Regions from separate parts of the Nomascus leucogenys genome. Here region 1 is linked to region 2. A link is a contact called in public Hi-C data. All regions are on one chromosome and are shown on one strand. The core of a region is the stretch at or near the end of the contact, and the rest is flanking DNA. Distances in the headings are between cores, read along the strand shown. Region 1 holds the start of AGO2 (protein argonaute-2). Region 2 holds the start of TRAPPC9 (trafficking protein particle complex subunit 9).

Region 1 (6,602 bases), core at 2,884-5,383, 180 kb after region 2:
TGCCACTGCACTTCAGCCTGGGTGACAGAGCAAGACTCCGTCTCAAAAAAAAAAAAAAAAAAAAAAAAAAAAAGATGTAAATATAACAAGTCAAATGCAGGGAGAAGAGAGAGGGTGGGCTAGCTTTAGAGGTGGAAGGCAGAGACCCAAATGTGTGTGTGAACTTTGGTTAAAATTCAGGATCCAAAGCACCCAACTGGAAACACATTTCTGAGAAAATGAGAGAAATTGATCACGGACTGTTGTTAACTGTCGTAACGGCACCGGGGTATGTTCAAAACATCTCCATTGCTTTAGACACGGGTATTTAAATATCGAGGTAAAATGACAGGTCTGCAATTCACTTTGGAAAATGTCCACAAAGAAAAGGGGCATATTTGAAGCAAATGTGGAAAACCTTGATGACTGTTGAAGCTTCGTAATGGATAAATGGGAGGGTATTAAACGAGTCACTCTACTTCGGTGTCTTTTCGATTATTTCACAATGTTAACTATTTTTAAAACTCAAATGTTATGTTTTGAAGATTCACAGTAACGATTCATGAAACAAAACCACATTTTATGAGACTGAGCCATTACAGAAGAGCATTCACTGTACAACTCACAGAGAATAAGCCCAACTGGCATTGTGGAAACTTTTGACATGGAAACTAGAAGTTAAAAAATAATTCTGCTTCTTCAAATTGCACAGGGTTTAGGAGTTTGGAAGTGTTTACATCTTTTTTTCCCAAGGGGGACTCTGCACAAATACCCAGCCATGCTGCCATGGCCTCGGCCATGTCAGCTGCCCCACGGGTAGAGGGTGATATCCTGCCATGGCAAATGGGCACCAGTACTGGGAGAACTGGCCATACCTTCCTGGGGACCACTGGGGGAAGGAGGAGAGGGGGCAGGAGGAGTTAAATGGCTCTATAAACCACAGTGAAGGTCAGCTCTTCTCAAAGTCACAATCCTATTTAGACAACTGTCAAGTCTTAGATATCACAGAGGTTACTTTGTGGCAAATCTGCGAGGGGTGTAACACACAGGAGCTTGAAAGCGTAGCAAAACCATAAGAGACAATATCCTGGGGGCAGGCAATCACTAGACACAGATCAAGACCTTTAAATGGTTAAAAAACCAAAAAACTAATTTGTTCATCAACGAAGGTTCAAGGTCACTGGAGAATCCACCCATCCTAAACAACTAACTCAGTTCAAAAAAGGAAAAAAATAGTAACATTTCTAACTTCAGATTCTAAATAGCATTCACATATGTAACAGCATTTCTTTGTGATTGGTATAACGTAGAGCTATTGCGAACTGTTTTTTAAATTAGTAAGTTGCCTAATAAGGGTGTTACAATTGGAAGTAGCAAAAGTATTCGTAATTTTTCTTTTTTTTTTTTTTTTTCTTGAGATGGAGTCTCCCAGTCTCACTCTGTCCCCAGGCTGGAGTGCAGTGGCGCAATCTTGGCTCACTGCAACCACTGACACAAGGGTTCAAGCGATTCTCCTGCCTCAGCCTCCCGAGTAGCTGGGACTACAGGCATGCACCACCACGCCCAGCTAATTTTTCTATTTTTAGTAGAGACGGGGTTTCATGATGTTGGCCAGGATGGTCTCGATCTCTTGACCTCGTGATCCGCCCGCCTTGGCCTCCCAATGTAATTTTTCTATAATTCAAATTGAATGTCTTATAATTCTAAATTAGAAAGTATAAGATTAAAAAGAGTCTCAATGAAGACTATTCCAAAAATTCCTTTTACACAAAATTAAAAGCCTTAATGTGTAGCATAAAATTGAACTGCACCGCAGACTTATAATTACAGCACGTTTGTACAACCTGAAACTTGGGTTCATTCCCATCCTGCCATTAGCTATGAATTATCCTGCAGACACATTTATTCTTTCAACCACTGTCCTGTTCCAGAGGGTCCGCTCCCTACCAGGCCCACACCACAGCAACAATCTCCAAAAAGCAGCGAGTGGCAGAAATGAGCCTGCGGATCATGAGGGCCAAGGTACGCTGAAAAATGAAATCGACAAGACAGCATCCCAGGGCAGTGCGCACAGTACAGCAGTGAGCTGGGGTTGCTTCCTGAAGCCCCGCTGTCAATGACAAGTATGCCGGCAGGTGCTGGTCCAGTCCAGCCCTAACAGAGACTTCTTACTGTGGGTCTGGGTTATAGGGCCTGAAAGGCACTGCCCTGAGGAAGGCACCCAGAGAACCAGCTCGGAAGTCGGACCGATTGTCCTGATACTCACTCCCTGCTGTGTGACCTTGGTGAAGTTCTCAACCTCTGTGAGCCTCGGCTGGCTGTCTTCACAAACACCACCAACCTCAGCAAGCGGAGTGAATTAAGTAACACGCAAAACACAGCTCAGAAAGCTTGACCTTCCTTAAGCCTCTTCACTTTTTCTAGGCCTCCAACTTTTAAAACTGATAACCTGAAAAAACGTAGTGCTGTCAGTCCCATAAGCTGGGTTCCTCTACAGGAAGGAGCTGGAAGGTCCCAACTCACACAAGGGGATGCCCGGTCCCTTCCCACGAGGGGGCCTGGCCACCCAGGGCCTCTAGAGGCCAGCATCTGCTCCAAGACTGTGGCCCCTCCCAGGTGGAGGGGGAAAACCCTTCTTCAAACTGCTGATAGCCCTCAGGGGTTGAAAAGTTGGTCAGACTCCGCCTTGTTGAAGCTTTCTAAAATGACATCAGAAAAAAGACGCGACATTCGCAAGGCACAGAGCCAACAGCTCCAGCAGTGGCGGCCACCATCAATGGACCCAGGTGGGCCAGGGGGCCTTCCGGACCCCACAATTTGGGGCCGGTGTGCAGCAACGATGGCAGCATCGGGAATGCGAGCCTCCTCCCCTGGCCGGGTAAACATAAGCCCCGAGCGCGGCGGGGCCTGCGCCGCCTGCGGCCCGGCTGGGGCCCAGCGGACAAAGGGGAGCAGGCGGTGCCCCGTCCCAGCGGCCAGGCCGGCCGAGAGAGCCAGGAGCCACGTGCCTGGTGGGAGCACGCCAAAAGCAGAACACTTGACCGTTTTCTTGGCCCAGCAAGGAAACCGCCTTCTACTCTGCATTTAAAAAGAAAAACAATGCGTTACTGCTTTAAGTTTTTTAGAACTTTTCCAGAGAAAGGCCGACTAGCAACAAGGGGTGCTACAGGAATCCGCCTCACCTCTCCTAGGAAATTGTAAAAGGAATTAGCACTTGAATGGGGAGGCCGGCGTGTCTGGAATGAGAACGAGCCGCGCACGCAGTTTGAGGGTTCCGGGGAGCCGCGTCCTCCCCTTTCCAGGCGACAGTCCTAACTACAGGAATTGGCCAAAATTCAGCATTTCCAGACTTTCCTTGGGAAAAGGGGCCGAAGAAGTGCTGGCAACAAGAAGGACCACAACGGAGCGCGCCACAGACTCACCGCGGCTGGGGTCGGAACCGGCGCAGCCCCCTCCCCTCCCGGCCGTGCGTGCCCCGAGCCGGGCGCCCCGACCCGGCCTCCACCCCCTCAGGCGCTTAGGGTCGGGCCGGGCCAGGTTGCGGCGCCCCCATCCCTGCCCGGGCAGCGAGGCCGGGCCAAGCGGGGCGCTCCGGGCCTCGGGCCTACACGCGGCGGCCGCCTCGGCCCCGGCCCCAGCCCGCCGGGCCACGGGCGGGGGATGTGAGGACGCTGGGACGCGGGCCCGAGGCGCGGGAGGGGCCCAGGCCGCGCGGGGCGCCCCGACGACTCGCGGGGGCCGAGGAGGCCGGGGCTGCGTGTCCAACGCGGGGCCGAGAAAACGGCCGGCCCGGCCCCGCCGCCGCCGCTCCTCGAGCCCCCAAGCGCGGCCCCGGCTCGCCCGCCCCCGGCCCCCGCCGCCCCGACCCCGCGGCCCCCCGATCCCCGGCCCCCGCCGCCTGCGCCGGGCCCGCCAACCACGGGCAGGAGCGCGCGAACGGCCGGGCGGGCGCCCCGAGCGCGAGGACTCACCGGGGCCGGCTCCCGAGTACATGGTGGCGCCGCCGAGGGGCTCCGGGGCCGAGGGGCGGCCGCGCGCGCGCGCCACGGGCCCCGACGCCGCGAGCCGCGAGGGAGCCGCCGGCCGCACGATCCGCCCCGGCGCGGCCGCCTCGCCAAACAGGTTTACCCGACGCGGCCGGGGCGGCGGGCGGAGGCGGCGGCGGGAGCGGGAGCGGGAGGGGCGGGGGAGGAAGGAGGAGGGAGGGGGAGGGGAGGCGAGGCCGGCGGCGGGAGCGCGCTCGCGGGGGGAGCGGGGCTGGGCGCGCGGGCGGGGTCCGCGGCGGCGGCGGCGGCGCCGGGTCTGGCGGGGCCTGGGGCGGGGACCCGGGGAGGGGCCTGGAGACCTCGCCGGGCGGTGGGAACCGCGGGCGGGAGCGGGGACGAGGGCCGAGGGCGGCGCGGCCCGTGTGGCGCGGGGGCGGGCGCGGCCCCGGGGACCCTTCACCGCCACCCAGAAAAGCGGCGTCTTCCCGACGGGTAGGAGCCGGGTCCCCCGGCTGTGCCGCCGGAGCCGGGGGGAGGCCACGCGCTCTCGCTTTCCCCGCCGCCCCGCGATGGGTGCGCGCAGAACCCTCCCACCCTCAGCCCCTCAGCCCCCAGCCTGGCTCTTTAAGTTACTACAGAAACACGGAGGTCGGGAAGCTCCCTCCCAGCCCGGAGCTTGAACTTGAACGCGGCCGGCCGCTCGCACAGGACCACACCGCCACCTCCCGGCGCGGCCCCAGAACCCAGATAATCCGTTTAAAGCACTTAGAAAGTCTAAGAAGTTTTTAGTAAATTGTAGCTGGTATCAGGGATCAGATCAGCGGACACGCCCATTCCAGCAGTCAGGGGCCTGCTCGGACCGTCGTGCACCTCCGAGCATTTCTGTCCCGTCCCTCTGGGTCCGTCTGTTTTTCGGAGGTTTTCCTGGAAAAGCCAGCCTGTGGCTACCTCCTTTCTCCCCTAAGTGATGGAGGATTAGAAGGCAGAGGGTGACCCACAATCTAAAGTGACTGGTCGCCTTTTCCCAGATTTCCCGGAGCATTCCTTCACCCCGTGGCATCGGCTGTCTGCATATTGGGTGCAAGGCCCTGTTCCGGGCGAAGACTAAACAGGAGTTCTGACTGCCAGGAGCTCCGCAGCCAACAGGGTGGTCACTAGTTCTCTGCAGTCTCAGAGGACAGCCCTGAAGAAGGGCAGGAGAACCAGCACTTCCTCCGAAAACTCAAAAGGACATCAGTCTTCACCAAGCTGCCGATACAAAACGTGCTCCTGAAATGTGTAGTTATGAGCACCAGGAAACCTGGGTAGGAGTGTGCATGGCATTGTTCCTCACAGCTTGGGCTGCATGGCACTGAATACCCACGGAGAGCAGGATGGAGAAACAGTGTGGTCATATTCACAGGATGGAATCTAGCCATTCACAAAAATTCCAAAACAGGCAAAATTAAACTGCATTATTTAGGGGAGCGTCATAAAGTAGTAAATAATTGACAGAAGAGCAAGAAGGTGGTTACTCTAAGTGTCAGAACGGTGGATACAGCTGGGGGTGAGAGGGCTGTGACCACAGCAGGGCCCCTGGATTTGGGGGTGCCAGGCCTGTTCCTTCCTACAATGGTGCCCTTCATTTGGCAGCCATCCCTTAAACTGCACTTTTACATTTTATATACTCTTCTGTACCTTTGCTATAGCATTTCACGGAAATTTTTAAATAATCATGAATGTTACCACTTTCCTATTTATGAACCATGCAACCTCATCAATCTCCCCAGTTCACAGATGCCCACCCTCTCTCTCTGCCCCCTGCCTCCCTCACACATTCACAAAACTCGTTTCTGCCCGAAATCCCTGAGGCCCAACTGCCCTGCTGTCAGCGACTGTGCGCCTCAGCAAAGGCCCAGAAGGCTCTGTCATCACTGGCTCCCCTCAGCCCGCCTTCAGCTCCTTTGAGCGCGGTGTTGGGGAACTTTGTTGCAAAGATTTAGTTCCAGAAGGCAAGATGATGTCTTGAGAGCTTCATTGTGTCACTTCTCTTTGGACGGCGGACACCGTGGCCCTCTGCTGGCGGAGGGGTGCCATTGCTGCCTGCCCCATCTCCATCCCCAGGGCCCAGGCAGTCACTGGGTTCGCCCTCTGGGGCCTGGGGTTCCCTCTGCTCTTTTCCTAGATAAGCCCATCCTCTCCAGGTCTCCACCCTCCACACCTGTGTTCAGGAATTCCGCCCGCTTCCTGCAGCCCCATCCCTACACTCCTCCCAACCTGCTTTTCTTCTGGTGTTCCTCACTCAGCATGGCTAACAGATCCACCACCCAACGGAGCTGAGGACTGCAGTCCCCTCTGCCTGTTGCCTCTCCTGCCATCAGTGAACCTGCTTAACTCATCTGACTGTGCCTCTCGGTGCTTGCTGTGACATGTCTCCAGCCCTTGCTGCTCTCTCGCCCAGACCCACGTCCCACACCCGGATGGTGACTGGGCCAACCCTGGGTCTTCTGGACCCAGTGCTTCTCCCTGATACAATTCCTTACTCTGTGTTTTAGGATCCTGATGCTTTGATAAGACCGTGGGCTCTAATCACAGCCACGGACATTTGCAGCAGCCTGGCCTGCAGCTCTGCACACTGGGTGCCCTCGGTCTAAAGCA
Region 2 (6,599 bases), core at 70-2,569:
AAAAAAAAAAAAATCACTGAATTGTACACTCTAAAGCAGTGGATTTTATGGCAGGTAATCGAGGCTCAATGAAGCTGTTACTTTTGACACACTAGATTTCTGAAACATTTATTGTTTACATGTTTCCGGACAACTATTTTTCCCTCTACACTACTAGTCTTCCACTCAATTAAAAAAAAGAACAAACACACACAACAAAACCTAGCCAGATCTTTAAGGCAATGTTCCTGGGCCTCCAATATCATTCACCTGGTGCTTTGTTTCATGTTAACAAATAAAGATGTCACAGGTAGCTATGACTACCTTAGAAACACGGGACAGTCACCAGTTTAAACTGGGGCCGTGGGGGATGGAAGGGAAGTCACTCCTCCATACCTTTCAACTGGGCCTTGCTTCCAGCGTTTTAATTCCTCTCTCTATAAAAACATTTGAAAACAGACAACGCATCCTAACACGGGAAAACTTTCGGTTAACATTCACGTTGGGAAGGTCCATAGGGGTGGAGGGGCTTGGGGTGGGCTGACAGGGAGAAGACCACAGCCCAGCAGGCTGACTTCCTCTCCCCAGGGTTCCCTGGAATAAGTTGGAGTTGACAGCGCGCTTATCCCAGAGAGCATCGCCTGATGCTGCCCAGCTAGATCGGAGGCACTCTGAATCCAAGAGACAGGAGAGAAAGGGCTAGGGGAGAAGCCCGGGATCTCAGGGCGGGGAAAGCGCCGGGGGCGTGGGCTGTGCTGGTCCCCAGGCCCCAGCCGCGGGTCCCAGACCCCGCAGGCTCCAGGGGGCGTAGCCAGGCCCAGGGGCGGGGGGCTCCAGCGCCGCGGACGGCCAGGGAGGGGAAGCCAGGCGGAGACAGCTCGGAGACGCAGAGGGGAAGGGGACCCCGCCGCGGGCTCGGGAGAGGAGAGCCGGCCCGGGCAGCAGGTGTGGGCCGGGTCCCGAACCGGTGTCCGCCGAGACTTCAGCGGGTGTGGACACGGCCTTGGACAGGTGTAAGCAGAGCGCCAACAGGAGCGAGGGCGCCTCGAGCAGGTGCAAGCTGAACCCCGGCGGGCCAGCGGACCCGGACAGGTGTGGCGGGTTCCGCCCGGACAGGTGAGGGCCGGGCAAGCCCCTCCGCGGGACGCGCCGACTCCACGGCCAGCCGCGCAGCCCTCCCCGCAGCCGGCCCGAATTGCCTGACCGGCAGCCCCCCCGCTTTGCACTTACACAGCCGGTGGCCCCGGGCCCGGAGCGGGAGCCCACGACCTGGCGGGCAGCGGGGCCGAGCAGCCTCTGCGGCCACTTCCCCGGCTCTGGGCTGGCGCTTCCGACTGGCGGCCGAGCCGGCGCTGCTCCTGCGCGTGCGCGGAGGCCAGGCCCGGGCCCCCGATCCGTCCCGAGTTTTGCAAGAGACGCGAGGGAAGCAAGGGGGTAGGAGCGAGGTAGAAAGGAGGAAGGAGGAGCGAGGGAGAGAAGACGGGACAGGGAGGGAGGGGACATGGGGAGGGAGGAGGAGGAGAGAGGAGGGAGGAGGGAGAGAAAAAGGTGGGGTGAAAGAAGGAGGTAGGAGGGGCGAGGGAGAGAAGCGGGGACAGGGAGGGAGGGGGCGGGGGAGGGGGCGGGGGAGGGAGGAGGAGAGAGGGAGAGAAGCGGGGACAGGGAGGGAGGGGGCGGGGGAGGGAGGAGGAGAGAGGGAGGAGGAGGGGTGAAATGAGGAGGGAGGGGCAGCGAGAGAGAGAAGCGGGGACAGGGAGAGGGTGGAGGAGGGAGAGAAAAAGGAGGGGTGACAGGAGGGAGGAGGAGCGAGGGAGAGAAGCGGAGACTGGGAGGGACGGGACAGGGGGAGGGAGGAGGAGGGAGAGGAAAAAGGAGGGGAGAAAGAAGGAGGGAGAAGGAGGAGGAGGCGGGAAGGAGGGAGATGGAGGGAGGAGGGAGGGAAGGACCTGGGCAAGAGAGCGGAGACTGGAAGGAAAGCTTCTGCACCTGGGGCGGCGCAGCTAGAAGGAGGCCCAGTTCTGTCCCCGCCGCTTACCAGTCCTTCAGGGCGCGCAGCTCAAATTTCACTTCCTCTGTGAAGCTCAGGGGTGAAGGACCCGCGGAAGCCCACTGTGGATCCCTCCGGCACCCCCCGTGACCCCCAGGGTCGTGCCCCCCCTTTTCATGTTGGGTGACCGTGGCGCGCGCGGCCTGGGAGCCCCTCCAGGATCGCAGGGCCCGGGAGGCACGTGAGGTGCGAGCCCCAGCCTGGGCCGGCTTCCCCCTGTGTGGCGCGCGGTCTAGATCCCCAGCTGGCACCATGGCACTCCCGACTTTGAGGGCCCCAACAATCCATCCACCTAAAAGGTTCCAAAGAGGCGACAGGGGCTAGGACAGCTGTCGTTAGTTCAGTGCCAAGGCGCCAAGCTTGCTAAGTGCGGGCAGAAGCCATTTAAGGATTTAAACCCCTCTGGGTTCAAAAATAAAATAAAGCTGGAGATGGGGGAGGCTTACAGACTTAAGATGCCCAGCACATGAATTAACAGTGGCATCCGCAGGAAAAATCGAAAACATAGAGCCGCTCTCCGTTATGTATGTTTAATGTTCTGTTTGAATCTTTTAACATGTACATGTATTTCTTTTTCAATTAATCCTGGCCAGGCGCAGTGGCTCACACCTGTAATCTCAACACTTTGGGAGACTGAGGCGGGTGAATCACTTGAGGTTAGGAGTTCAAGACCAGCCTGGCCAACATGGTGAAACCCATGTCGCAAAAAGTACTAAAAATACAAAATTAGCCAGATGTGGTGGCACACGCCTGTAATCCCAGCTACTCAGCAGGCTGAGGCAGGAGAATCGCTTGAACCTGGGAGACAGAGGTTGCAATGAGCCGAGATCACGCCATTGCACTCCAGCCTGGGCAACAAGAGCAAAATTCTATTCAAAAAAAAAAAACACACACTAAAAAGGGCTGGGTGTGGTGGCTCACACCTGTAATCTCAGCACTTTGAGAAGCCGAGGTGGGTGGATCACCTGAGGTCAGGAGTTCAAGATCATCCTGGGCAACATGGTGAAACTCCAGTCTCCACTAAAAATACAAAAATTAGTTGAGCATGGTGGTACATGCCTGTAATCCCAGCTACTAGGCAGTCTGAGGCAGGAGAATCGCTTGAACCCGGGAGGCGGGGGCTGCAGTAAACCGAGATCACACCACTGCACTCCAGCCTGGGTGACAGAGAGAACCCATCTCAAAAAAAAAAAAAAATCCTAAAATGGAAAAGTAAAGAGGACAGGAGTGTTTCCCTCAGCACATGCAGCAGCAAGGGAGAAATGGTCTGAGCCAGCACCTTTCCTTTCAGCCAGCAGGCACTTACCCACTCTGGGCTATGTGACCAGAGCTGTTTTATCATCACATGTGTTATAAAATAAGATACTATCCCTCATCCCTCCTCAGGGCTAGTGGAAAACCAATTGAGTTTCTATTGAATTATTTTCTACAGAGTCAGAATGAGTTATAAATAAAACACATCTACAGGGCAAAACAAATAGAGCTGATTTCCAGCATGCCAGACAGCCAGGAAGTTTTCAACAGAGGTGCCCAGGGGCTGAGGAAGAGTGTCTCCCTGACAAAACACAAGCTGCCCAGCGTGGCTGCCCCATGGTGTTACGACTGCATGGAGGCTGTGCAGTGGCTCACAGCTGTAATCCTAGCACTTTGGGAGGCCGAAGCAGACAGATGGCTTGAGCCCAGGAGTTTAAGACGAGCCTGGGCAACACAGGGAAACTCTCTCTTGGAAAAAATACCAAAATTAGCTGGGCAGGCATATTTCTCTTGGAAAAAATACCAAAATTAGAATGGCACAAACCGGTAGTCACAGCTACTCAGGAGACTGAGGCAAGAGGATCGCTTGAGTCCAGCCAGGTTGAGGCTGCAGTAAGCCATGATCACTCTAGCCTGGGAGAGACAGCAAGACCCTGTCTCAAAAAAAAAGTGTTTTTTTTTTTTTTATTTTTTTAAATGAATAAATAAACAAAAGAGTGTATGGGGTTAACAGAGAATATAGAAAAGATACATTTAAAAGGCCACCGCTAATGGAGGTCTGAGTGCAGAAACTAGGCTCCAAGCTTACCTCATAAGATCCAGGCAAGGGAGCTATTTTTAATGCTGAAGTCCAGAAAGGATACCCTACTTGGCTGGGGTCACGCAAGTGGCTGGTGCTATTTAGGGATTCAAATCCAGGGCTGTCAGACCCCACAGACTGTAATTTTTGCATAGGTCTTTTCTTATTCTGTCTGTAAGTGGATAAGGCAAGCAACTTGGAAAGCAAGATTGAAAGCTGGCAAAAGGAAATATTGCTTATTTGCAATGTACACACTTCAATCAATTTATGTTGTTGTCTCAGCAAATCTGTGGGGGAAGGAGGGCGGGGACTATTACTCTGCTTTTTTTTTTTTTTTTTTTTTACTTTTTTGAGACAAAGTCTCACTCTGTCATCCAGGCTGGAGTATAGTGGCGCGATCTCAGCTCATTGCAACCTCTGCCTCCCGGGTTCAAGCGATTCTCCTGCCTCAGCCTCCTGAGTAGTTGGGATTACAGGCACGCGCCACCACGCATGGCTAATTTTTGTATTTTTAGTAGAGACAGGGTTTCACCATGTTGGTCAGGCTGGTCTCGAACTCCTGACCTCGTGATCCACCCACCTCAGCCTCCCAAAGTGCTGGTATTATTACTCTGCATTTTTACCAATGAGAAAACAGAGGCTCAGGGAGTGTAAGAGCCTGCCACAGCCCAGCCCACAACGATCAAATGAGAACATCCAAAGCAGTCCCCGTACTGTCTAGGTCCTGGGGCTGTGCTCCTTTAGCAGCTTTAACATTTCCTAAGCACCTCCTCTGAAGGGTGACAATTCAAACATACAAAACCTGCCCTCAAGGAATTTATAGACATCTAAGGTTGGAAGGAATTTCTAAAATAATCAGGTCCAACCTCATACTCACACCCTCTCCCCTCTACAAAAGTCCTAACAGGCAGAACGCTTTGATGATGTGGCTATTTGTCTTAGTTGGTTTGGGCAGATATAAGAAATTACTAGAACAGCCGGGCGCTGTGGCTCACGCCTGTAATCCCAGCACTTTGGGAGGCCGAGGTGGGCGGATCACGAGGTCAGGAGATCGAGACCATCCTGGCTAACACAGTGAAACCCCCTCTGTACTAAAAATACAAAAAATTAGCTGGGCGAGGTGGCAGGCGCCTGTAGTCCCAGCTACTCGGGAGGCTGAGGCAGGAGAATGGCGTGAACCCGGGAGGCGGAGACGGCACTGAGCCGAGATTGCACCACTGCACTCCAGCCTGGGCGACAGCGAGACTCTGTCTCAAAAAAAAAAAAAAAAAAAGAAAGAAAGAAATTCCTAGAACAACACTGAGATCAGGGCGCCAGCATGGGTAGGGTCTGATGAAGGTCGTCTTCTGAGTGGCAGATGGCTGGCTTCTTGTATTTTCACATGACAGATAGAGAGCAAACTAGCTGTCTGGTCTCTTCTTTTTTTTTTTTTTTTTTTTAGATGGAGTCTCGCTCTGTCGCCAGGCTGGAGTGCAATGGCGCAATCTCAGCTCACCGAAACCTCTGCCTCCTGGGTTCAAGCAATTCTCCTGCCTCAGCCTCCTGAATACTTGGGATTACAGGCATGCACCTCCACACCCGGTTAATTTTTTTGTATTTTTTAGTAGAGACAGGGTTTCTCCATGTTGGTCAGGCTGGTCTCGAACTCCCGACCTCAGGTGATTTGCCTGCCTCAGCCTCCCAAAGTGCTGGGATTACAGGCATGAGCCACCGTGTCCAGCCTGGTCTCTTCTTAGAAGGGTCCTAATCCCATTCATGAGGGTTCTGCCCTTATGACCTAATTACCTCCCAAAGGCCCCACATCCATATATGATCATATTGGGGGATAAATTTAAACATATGAATTTGGGAGGAACATGAACATTCAGTTCATAACAAGCTCTACAAGAAAATTCTCCAGTAAACTCGGCCAGAATATGCTTCCCTGAAACATCCAATCAAGGGGTCTCAAAAAATAGGACCAGGCTGGCCTCGGTATCTCATGCCTGTAATCCCAGCATTTTGAGAGGCCAAGGAGGGAGGATCATTTGATCCCAGGAGCTCGAGATGAGCCCAAGCAACATAGCTAGACCCCATCTCTACACAAAATTTAAAAAATAGCCGGCATGATGGTGCACACCTGTAGTCCCAGCTACTTGGGATGCTGAGGTGAGAGGATTGCTTGAGCTCAGGAAGTCAAGGCTGCAGTGAGCTCGATCGTGCCACTGCACTCCAGCCTGGGGGACAGAGCAAAGGGTGAGACTCTGTCTAAATACACACACACACACACACACACACACACACCCCTATATATAATATATATAATATACATAATATATGGGACTAATGCCCCAAGACGCTTGCTGAGGTTGACAATTATCACAGCTGTGAGTTAAAAGTACAGGCTGGGAAAGGTATGGTGGCTCACACCTGTAATCCCAGCACTTTGGGAGGCCGAGGCGGGCGGATCACGAGGTCAGGAGTTTGAGACCACCCAGGCCAAAATGGCAAAACTCCGTCTCTACTAAAAATAATAATACA

What was found. A called contact is a pair of places that touch in the nucleus more often than the background predicts.
Region 1: a Hi-C map of a lymphoblastoid cell line shows a contact between it and region 2, with 7 times the contacts expected there. The contact joins the promoter of AGO2 here to the promoter of TRAPPC9 in region 2. A contact is called at or near these places in 3 of 4 Hi-C or Micro-C datasets (a lymphoblastoid cell line and an unstated tissue).

The regions. Positions count from the first base shown.
Region 1 is chr16:92,616,425-92,623,026 of Asia_NLE_v1, forward strand. AGO2 (protein argonaute-2) reads right to left here and starts at 4,134. Exons shown (of 19, transcript XM_030794943.1): 1 at 3,951-4,134. The coding sequence starts at 3,972.
Region 2 is chr16:92,442,805-92,449,403 of Asia_NLE_v1, forward strand. TRAPPC9 (trafficking protein particle complex subunit 9) reads right to left here and starts at 1,320. Exons shown (of 23, transcript XM_030795379.1): 1 at 1,210-1,320.